2 separate regions of the Pan troglodytes genome follow, and region 1 is linked to region 2. Evidence: chromatin contacts called from public HiChIP or PLAC-seq data. All regions are on one chromosome and are shown on one strand. Each heading gives the region's core, a stretch centred on a gene start, on an enhancer-like site or on the middle of the called end of the contact. The rest is flanking DNA. Distances are from core to core; before and after follow the strand shown.

Evidence for each region. HiChIP or PLAC-seq counts read pairs in DNA pulled down with a chosen protein or histone mark.
Region 1: a contact with region 2 is called in an H3K4me3 HiChIP or PLAC-seq map of stem cell-derived excitatory neurons, with 14 times the contacts expected there. The contact joins the promoter of TNNT1 here to the promoter of ZNF784 in region 2. A contact is called at or near these places in 2 of 7 Hi-C or Micro-C datasets (induced pluripotent stem cells and stem cell-derived neural progenitor cells) and 1 of 1 datasets of contacts at active chromatin or transcription factors (stem cell-derived excitatory neurons).

Annotation. Positions count from the first base shown.
Region 1 is chr20:57,954,065-57,959,023 of NHGRI_mPanTro3-v2.0_pri, reverse strand. TNNT1 (troponin T1, slow skeletal type) reads left to right here and starts at 2,719. Exons shown (of 11, transcript XM_016936854.3): 1 at 2,719-2,733; 2 at 3,034-3,060; 3 at 4,177-4,198.
Region 2 is chr20:58,438,383-58,443,173 of NHGRI_mPanTro3-v2.0_pri, reverse strand. It overlaps ZNF784 (zinc finger protein 784), which reads left to right and starts at 2,463. Exons shown (of 3, transcript XR_001711932.4): 1 at 2,463-2,578; 2 at 4,420-4,791.

The sequences.
Region 1 (4,959 bases), core at 1,470-3,969, 480 kb after region 2:
CTGGGAATCTGGGGGAAATCTCAGCAGTCAGGGGTATCTGGACTTGGAGGTCAAACAATCTGGGTGTCAGGATTTGGGGCCTCAGACTCTGATGGTATCAGGAATTGGGGGGTCTCAGAAGAAATTGGGGTTTTGGTAGTGGAGGGCTCGGAATCTGAGGCATTATGATAGAAAGCATGAAAACTTAGAGTGTCATTATCTGGGGTATCATGAACTGGGCCTCCGAGTTTGGGTATCAAGATTTTGGGGGTCTCATATTCTTGAGGTTTCAGATTTTAGGAGGTCTCAAGACCTGGGGGTGGTCTTAGGATGTCCCGGCCCATATCTGGACTATCAAGAACTGGGATTTCAGAATCCAGAGCTGTGAGGACTTGCTGGCCTCAGAAACACGGGCATCATAAATCGGGGTCTCAGAATCTGTGGGTATTGGGATTTGGGGCTAGGCACCCTGTGGCCTAGGGTGTCTCAGAGACTTTGAGGTCTAAGAATGTAGGGGTCAGGGTGAGGTCTACGGACAGAAGGTGCCCTTTATGCCCCTGCCCCCTGCGTGATGTATGGGAAGGTGAAAGGGGAGACAGGTGGGGAGGAAACCAGCCAGCGGGGTGGGGCGAGTGGGAGAGGGGATGCGGGTGACTAATTCTCCCAGAAGCCCCCCTTCCTCAAATCCCTTCTTAGGAAATATCCTCGGTTTCACCATCTACGACATCCCCCCAAAATAGCTCCTGGGGGTGGGGCAGCTATTGTCTTGAGGCCACTGTCCCTTCTCAAATGCCTCCTCCTAATCCCAACTGGATCAGGTTCCCATGGACTTGTCATAAGACAAAAGAGGACAGCTGTGCTGAGGGGGCAGGGTCTGCAGCCTCCTGGCTGTGCCAGGACCACACCTACCAAGGTCTGTCCTCATGCATGCTTTAGGACAGCCGGCCCCCTCCCTCAGACCCAGGAGTCCAGACCTGAGCCCTCCTCCCTCAGACGCAGGAGTACAGGTCCCCAGCCCCCTCCTCCCTCAGACTCAGGAGTCCAGACTCCCAGCCCCTCCTCCCTTAGATCCAGGAGTCCCGGCCCCAGCTCCTCCTTCCTCAGACCCAGGAGTCCAAGCCCCCAGCCCATCCTCCTTCAGACCCAGGTGTCCAGCCCCTGGCCCCTCTTCCCTCAGACCCAGGCATCCAGGCCCGCAGCCCCTCCTCCCTCAGACCCAGGTGTCCAGGCCCCTGGCCCCTCCTCCTTCAGATCCAGGAGTCCAAGCCTCCAGCCCCTCCCCCCTCAGACCCAGGTGTCCAGGACAACCCATCTCAGTCTCAGGAGTCCACACCCACCCTCCCACACACCCCCAGCCCTATCCTCCCTCAGACCCAGGAGTCCAGGTCCCAGCTTCTCCTCCCTCAGACCCAGGAGTCCAGGGCTCCAGCCTCTCCTCCCTCAGACCCAGGAATCCAGCCCCCAGCCCCTCCTCCCTCAGACCCAGGAGTTCAGGACCCCAGTCCCTCCTCCCTCAGACCCAGAAGTCCAGGCCCCAGCCCCTCCTCCCTCAGACCCAGGAGTCCAGACCCCCAGCCCCTCCTCCCTCAGACCCAGGAGTCCAGGCCCCCAGCCCCTCCTCCCTCAGACCCAGGAGTCCAGGTCCCAGCTCCTCCTCCCTCAGACCTAGGAGTCCAGGCCCCAGCTCCTCCTCCCTCAGACCCAGGAGTCCAGACCCCCAGCCCCTCCTTCCTCAGACCCAGGAGTCCAGGTCCCAGCTCCTCCTCCCTCAGACCTAGGAGTCCAGGCCCCCAGCCCCTCCTCCCTCAGACCCAGGAGTCCAGGCCCCCAGCCCCTCCTCCCTCAGACCCAGGAGTCCAGGTCCCAGCTCCTCCTCCCTCAGACCTAGGAGTCCAGGCCCCAGCTCCTCCTCCCTCAGACCCAGGAGTCCAGACCCCCAGCCCCTCCTTCCTCAGACCCAGGAGTCCAGGTCCCAGCTCCTCCCTCAGACCTAGGAGTCCAGGCCCCCAGCCCCTCCTCCCTCAGACCCAGGAGTCCAGGTCCCAGCTCCTCCTCCCTCAGACCTAGGAGTCCAGGCCCCCAGCCCCTCCTCCCTCAGACCCAGGAGTCCAGGCCCCAGCTCCTCCTCCCTCAGACCCAGGAGGGCAGGCCCCCAGCCCCTCCTCCCTCAGACCCAGGAGTCCAGGCCCCAGCTCCTCCTCCCTCAGACCCAGGAGGGCAGGCCCCCAGCCCCTCCTCCCTCAGACCCAGGAGTCCAGGCCCCAGCTCCTCCTCTCTCACACCCAGGAGTCCAGAACCAGGAGTCCAGGTCCCAGCTACTCCTCCCTCAGACCCAGGAGTCCAGGCCCCAGCTCCTCCTCCCTCAGACCCAGGAGTCCAGACCCCAGCTCCTCCTCCCTCAGACCCAGGAATCCAGACCCAGGAGTCCAGGCCCCAGCTGCTCCTCCCTCAGATCCAGGAGTCCAGGCCCCAGCTGCTTCTCCCTCAGATCCAGGAGTCCAGGCCCCCAGCCCCTCCTCCCTCACACCCAGGAGTCTAGGTCGCCCCCTCCTTGGGGCCCCACCCCACTGGGCCTCTTCTCTCTGGTCCTTAGGCCGCACCAGGATGTCGGACACCGAGGAGCAGGAATATGAGGAGTGAGTGCTGCACTGGGAGGGGTTGGGGCGTGCAGTGGTGGAGAGGCTCTCCCACCCCAGGTCTAACTCTCCTCTCCCTCCTCTCTCCCCACACCCGTCCGCAGGGAGCAGCCGGAAGGTGAGTAGGGAGTGGGCCGGCCCTATGGGATGGGGACACGCCCAGGAGCTCTTGGGAGGGGAGGCGAGGAGTGTGGCACTTTGGCGGGGAAGGGGCGGCTCAGCCCGAGGGCCCTCGCCCGCCCTCTCCGGGTCTGGCGCGTCTCCTCGCGCCATCCCTGCACCGCCAGGGGGAACGTGCCCATCGCAGCCGAGGCCAGAGGGTCCCCCGTCCAGCAGAGACTGGAACCCTGGTCTCTGGCCACCGCCCCCATCCCTCCCCCAGCTCCTAACGCCTTCTCTTCTGTGCCCCCATCTCCAGAGGAGGCTGCGGAGGAGGAGGAGGAAGGTGAGGTCCCGGACTCCGCAGGTCTGGAGCTGGGGGGTGGGGGGGCGGGGGGCGGGGACGCTGGGCCCGGGAGGAGGGGGCGGGATGGGGCTCCCGACGGCCTCGGCTCCCGGTCCTCTAACAGCCTCTCACGTCTCTTCCCTCTCTCCCCTCCCGCGCCCGGGCGTGGCCGCTCCCCCCTCGCTCCCCAAACCCTCGCTGCTCCTCCCTCCCCTCCCCAGCCCCCGAAGAGCCGGAGCCGGTGGCAGAGCCAGGTAACCGCGGCTGCTTCGCTTCCCGAGACCGATGTCGGGGGCCCGGGGGGACCCCCGATATCCTCGGGCCCCAACCTCCAAGACCACCCTTCCCTCCCTCCGCCCCCATAACCCGCCCCCAGGCCTGGCCCTTTAAGCCCCTGAGAGCTCCTGCGCCCTCTCGGGGCCGGGAAGGGAAATGGCCCCGCAGTGGCTTTAACCCTTTCCCTTCCTTCTTAAAGGGACCGACACCCAAGCCTTCTTCCCCAGTCTGGAGGAATCTTTATAGAAGGGTTGGATGTTTGCGGAGAAGCACCACCCCGTCCCCCCTTATCTTCGCCTCCAACCTTGTCTGTTATTTTCTCCCCCATATACATTCAAAGGTTGGGGCTTGGAATTTAGGATTGCAGAGGAGGCTAGCGCTGGGAGTCAGGGTCTCCAAGGTCGGAGGGGGGGGGGGGGTGGGCGGTGGGCAGGGGGCGAGCTGGGGAGAGAGCGCTGGGGTCACTGAATGAAGACAGAGGTTGGGACCCCCTGCACTGCTGGGTCCTAATGGAGGAGAGCAGGAGCTCTGGGCATATAAATAGAGAAAGGTCTGGGGGTTTGCACTCCTGGGTATGCAGACAGTGGGGGTGGGGGGTCCCCACACCAGTTCTGAATGTATATCTGATGCGTGTGACCCTCTTCCTCCTTTACAGCCACCCTGACTTTCCTTCCCTCTTTTCTTCTCCCCATCCCCCCTCCTCCAGAACTGGACTCCAGAGTCCTTCCCGGGGCTCCTAGGGGCCGAGGCTTGGGGGGTCCCTCCCCAGGGTGTGTCAGGCCTAGCCCCTCTCCTCTAAACTCTTGCTAATTATCTCTTTTTATCCCCCACCACCAACAGAAGAGGAACGCCCCAAACCAAGGTGAGATCCTACAGGGTGGGGGGCCCCAGTCATACATCTTCCTAAATATTCCCTCTACCCCCAGAGACAAGGTGTGAGAAAGGCAGAGATGGAGGGAGGAAATTGAAACAGCAGTCAACATTTCTCCTCCTCCTCCTCCTCCCTCCCCCTTTCCCTCCTCCCTCCTCTCCCTCCTCCTCCCTCCTCCTCCTCCACTTCCTCTTCTTCCCCTTCCCCTTCTCCTTCTCCTTCCCCTTCTTCTTCATCGTCCTCATAGTCCCCACCCTGTTACCCAGGCTAGAGTGCAGTGACCCAATCCTGGCCCACTGCCTCAACATCTTGGGCTCAAGCAATCCTCCCATCTCAGCCTCCTGAGTAGCTGGGACCACAGGCATGTGCCACCACACCTGGCTTTTTTTTTTTTTTTTCTTTTTGTAGAGATGAGGTCTTGCTATGTTGCTTAGGCTGGTCTCGAACTCCTATCCTCAAGCAGTTCTCCCACCTCGGCCTCCCAAAGTGCTGGGATTACAGGCGCAAGCCACCATGCCCAGCCAGTCTGTTTCCTTCTTTCCACCCAGTAGTCCCTCTTCCCCTCGCGCCTTTACCATCACCCCAGCCTCCTCTCTGGCCTCCCTGCCTGCAGCTTGTGGCTCATCCTCCTCCATGACTCGAGAGAGACTTTTCTAACACCAGAGCTAACCCTGCCCCTCCTCTGCTCAGAATCTTTCCTCAACTCCCCACTACTCTTAAGACGCAGTCAAAGCAACTAGCCTGCATTCAAA
Region 2 (4,791 bases), core at 1,214-3,713:
TGGTACAAAGTTCTTCTATCTGCATGAATTCAATTTCTCACTCATTCATTCACCAAACACTCACTGAGCCATATACATGCCTTCTCTATAGGGATGTACAGAGGGGATACAGAGATGACATACTTCCAGCTCTCAAAAAAGGGAAACCGGAGGATGAGTTCTGGGTGCTATGAATGATCTCTTTTCATAAAGAGCTTCTCAATAAGAAATAGACCAGGCGCAGTGGCTCATGCCTGTAATCCCAGCACTTTGGGAGGCCGAGGCGGGCCGATCAGCTGAGGTCAGGAGTTTGAGACCTGCCTGGCCAACATATAGTGAAACCCTGTCTCTACTAAAAACAAAAAACAAAACAAAACAAAAATACAAAAATTAGCTGGGCTGTAACACCCTGGGAACAAATCCGAACGTTCCTTCTAAACCAACGCAGGCCGACTCGAGGCTCTAGCAGTCAGTGGAACCTCAGCGGAACTGAAGAGGCTTTGCTTTGTTTCCACAGTAAAGGTTTTTGTGGTTACCTCTGCACCACTTGCGATAACGTAATGACGTGTCACACCTGTAGTCCCAGCTACTTGGGAAGCTGAGGCAGGAAATTTGTTTGAATCAAGGAGGTGGAGGTTGCAGTGAGCTGAGATCACGCCACTGCACTCCAGCCTGGGCTGTTTCTCAAAAAAAAGAAAAGAAATGAAATTATTTCACACCCAAGAGATTAGCAAACATTTTAAAGTTTGAGTATCAGATATTGATAGGAATGTTAAGCAACAAAGGTCCCTATTTATTGCTAGTGGGAGTGCCAAATGGTAGTAATTATTATAGCTAACTCATAGCACCTGCTGTGTGCCATATATTGTCCAAAATACTTTATATATAATGACTTCTTTAATCATCATAGCAACTGTGTGAAGTAGGTTTTATTATCACCCTCATTTTGCAAATTAGGAAACCTGGACAGAAAGAGCTGACTTAAGCATTAGATACAGTAGTAGATACAGTGCCTAGGGCCCATGATACTCTTAGGGACCCACAACATTTAAAAATTTATTTTAGGCTGGGCGCAGTGGCTCACACCTGTAATCCCAGCACTTTGGGAGGCCGAGGTGGGCGGATCACCTGAGGTCAGGAGTTCGAGACCAGCCTGGCCAACATGGTGAGACCCTGTATATACTAAAAATACAAAAATTAGCCAGGCATGGTGGCGGGCACCTGTAATCCCAGCTACTCAAGAGGCTGAGGCAGGATAATCGCTTGAGCCCGGGAGGCAGAGGTTGCAGTGAGCCATGATCATGCCACTGCACTCCAGCCTGGGCGACAGAGTGAGACTCCATCTCAAAAAAAAAAAAATTATTTTAAAATCAAAAGAAAAGAGGGGAAATATAGCTTTGGAAGACCAAGGCAGAAGGATCACTTAAGGCTAGGAGTTCAAGACCAGCCTGGGCAAGGCAAGACAGCAAGATCCCCATCTCTATAAAAGAAGAAGAAAGGAGGAGGAGGAGATAATTCAGCCTAAGTGGTGTTTATCTTTATTTTATACCAATATATCACAAAATATAATTTCATATATATTTATGAATGAAATGATCATGATTAGGATCATGTTTAAGTATCTCCTGTCCTGCCCTTTCAAGAAAACTATTTAAAGATGTTTCCAAACTCTTCCATATCTCTTCTCAGTGGTTTGTCACAATGCTTCTACAGTGCTATACAAAAGAAAGAGAAATGGTCCAGAGAAGTGTAGTGACTTATCCAAGGTGACACCACCAGAATGACTAAACGGGGCAGCTAAGAAGAGCCCCGTCCTTGATGCTGCCGAAAACCCCGCGTTTTTGAGCTCTTTCCTCCCAAACATAACATCAGCTTGCGGGTTTTTGCGTCCTCCCAGGACCACCTGTGTTGCTGTTTACTGAATATTTTTCTCTACACTGCCTTTTTTTTTTTTTTTTTTTTTGACAGAGTCTCTCTGTCACTCAGGCTGGATGCAGTGGCGAGATCATGGCTCACTGCAGCCTCCTCGACCTCCCGGCCTCAAGCGATCCTCCCACCTCAGCCTCCCGAGTAGCTGAGAATACAGGCATGAGCTACCGCACCCGGCCTACACCGACGTTTATAAACTTGGCGTCATTACGTTGTCATGAGCAGTGCAGAGGTAATCACAAAAACGTTTACCGTGGAAACAAAGCAAAGCTTCTTCAGATCTGCTGAGGTTCCCCTGACAGCCAGAGCCTCGAGTCGGCCTGCGTTGGTTTAGAAGGAACGTTCGGATTTGTTCCCAGGGTGTTACAGGCATCCAACAGAGCGTACCCTCGGAGGGACCGACAGGTAATTAGAGAGGGAATAACTCACATTCTCCCGGGCTCAGCCGCCACGCCCCGCCACGCCACGCCCCCTGCTGCACCACGCCCCCTCGCAGCCCCGCACTGCGCCTGCGCAGTAGCTCTTACGCCAGTTCGAGCCCCACCCCCTTTCAGAGCGAACATTGGCCTTGGGGGCGGGGCTTGGGCACAAGATGGCCGCTGCGCGCCCAGAGGCCCAGAGTCCGAGCTCACCGACCCCGGAGTCGCGATCCCAGGAGCCACTGGACCTGGTGCGGGCAAGGAAGGGGCCTGGGCGTGGGGCTCGAGGTGGGAGGAGGTCGTAGTGTAGGGGGCGGGTCCGGGGCGTGGCCTATGAGGGGGTGGGCGGGGGAGGTATTTAGTGCTATGGCCCTGGGGGTGGGGCTTCTTGGGGTTTCGCGAGGGGCGGGGCAGGAGAGGAGACTATGCCATGGTGGGCGGGGTGGGGAGGGACCTATGGGTGGTGGGCGGTGCCTGGATGGGGGCGGAGTCTGAGGACGGTGTTGTCTTGTGGGGCGGGTTTGGGTCCAGGGAAGGGGGCTTACCAGGGATAATTTGCATAATTTGGGTGGAGCCTTGTAAGGGGCGGGGCCTCATAAATTCTAGGGCTAATTCTAGGGTGGAAGGTTGGGAAGGTGACCCTGAAAAACGTGGGGGATTATGATTGGAGCACCTATGTTGGGGTAGGGGATAATTCTTCAAGGGTCTTAGTGATGCTTCTCGAATGCCCAAGGGAGAATTTGGGGGTAGAAGTGGGTGGTCTAGGTGACTTTGGAACTTCCTCCACGTTCCCCCACTCAGAATTAGACTAATTGAGGACATTCATTCATTCAACAAACATTTACTGAGCTCCTACTTCGGCTCTGTAAATAGAGAAGTGACCAAGACAGACAAGGGCTGTGTTCTTTTGGAGCCTGCAGTCTCTTGACAGCAGAGAGACAATAAAGGAGAGTTACTGTGATCTGTTCTATAAAGGAAATAAAAATTCAGCCAATTTCTATAAATTGAGCCAAGAGTGGGGGTGGGGCAGCTAAATTTAGACGAGAGAAGTCAGCTGGGTGCCGGCTTATGTTTAAGCTGGGGTCAGAGAGATAAGTGGAGCTACATCGCCACAGATATTATAGTGACGATTTGGGATAAGTCATTTGGAGCCATTGGAGGGTTTTGAGTGCGAAAAATGACTTGATCTGATTTACATTTTCAAAAGACCTTCAGGCTATTCCTGGGAGGTGGGTTACAAGCCAGCAGAAGTAGGAACAGAGATGCCCTTGGGTTTTTCAATTTTGGAGGCGCCAAGTGATGGGGCTTTAACTAGGGTGGAGGAGAAAAGGTGGGATCCATGATATATTTTGGACAGGAGAGGAAACGTTGATGAGGATACAACAGAATCCTGGAGGATGGGCCGGGCGCGGCGGCTCACGCCTGCAATCCCAGCACTTTAGGAGGCAGAGCCAGAAGGATCTCTTGAGCCCAGTAGTTGGAGACCAGCCTGGGCAACATAGTGGGACTCCCTCTACATTAAAAATAATAATAATAATTTTTGTTTGTTTTGCTGTCTAAGATGGAGTCTTGTTCTGTCGCCTGAGCTGGAGGGCAGTGGCATGATCACATCTCACTGCAACCTCCACCTCCTGGGTTCAAGCGATTCTCGTGTCTTAGTCTCCCGAGTAGCTGGGATTACAGGCAGCAGCCACAACACCTGGCTAATTTTTGCATTTTTAGTAGAAACGGTATTTGCCGTGTTGGCCAGGCTGGTTTCGAACTCCTGACCTCAGGTGATCTGCCTACCTCAGCCTCCCAATGTGCTGGTATTACAGGCCTAAGCCACCGTGCCCAGCCAGAAATAATTTTTTTTTTTTAACTAGCTGGATGTGGTGGTGCATGCCTGTAATCCCAGCTACTCAGGGAGATGAAGTGGGAAGATCGCTTGAGCCCAGGAGGTCAAGATTGCAATGAGCCACGATCGCGCCAGGGCAACAGAGTGAGGCCCTGTCTGAAAATAACCGAGGAGCCCAAGCTTTAATAATTGGGGCGTGCTGGGGCGGTCCTGAGGCAGATTCCACAGGCTCCTCTTTCTTCTCCTCTTGCCCAGGTCCTGGTGCCTGATGACTGCCGGCCTGGCACACCCCCGAGTGACCTCATCGAGATCCAGGTGGTGAAGGTGACGGACACCACGCTGGTCCCTGAGCCCCCGGAGCCAGGTTCTTTCCACTGTGCCTTGTGCCCTGCTGCCTTCCGGCTGGTTTCCGAGCTGCTGTTCCACGAACATGGCCACTTGGCTGGGGCCGAGGGAGGCGGGCAGGGTGGGGACCCGAGCCGGTGCCACGTGTGCGGCCACAGCTGCCCGGGCCCCGCCAGCCTGCGCGCGCACTACAGCTTGCACACGGGGGAGCGGCCCTACCGCTGCGCGCTCTGCCCCCGCGCCTTCAAGGCCTTGGCGCCCCTGCTCCGGCACCAGCACCGG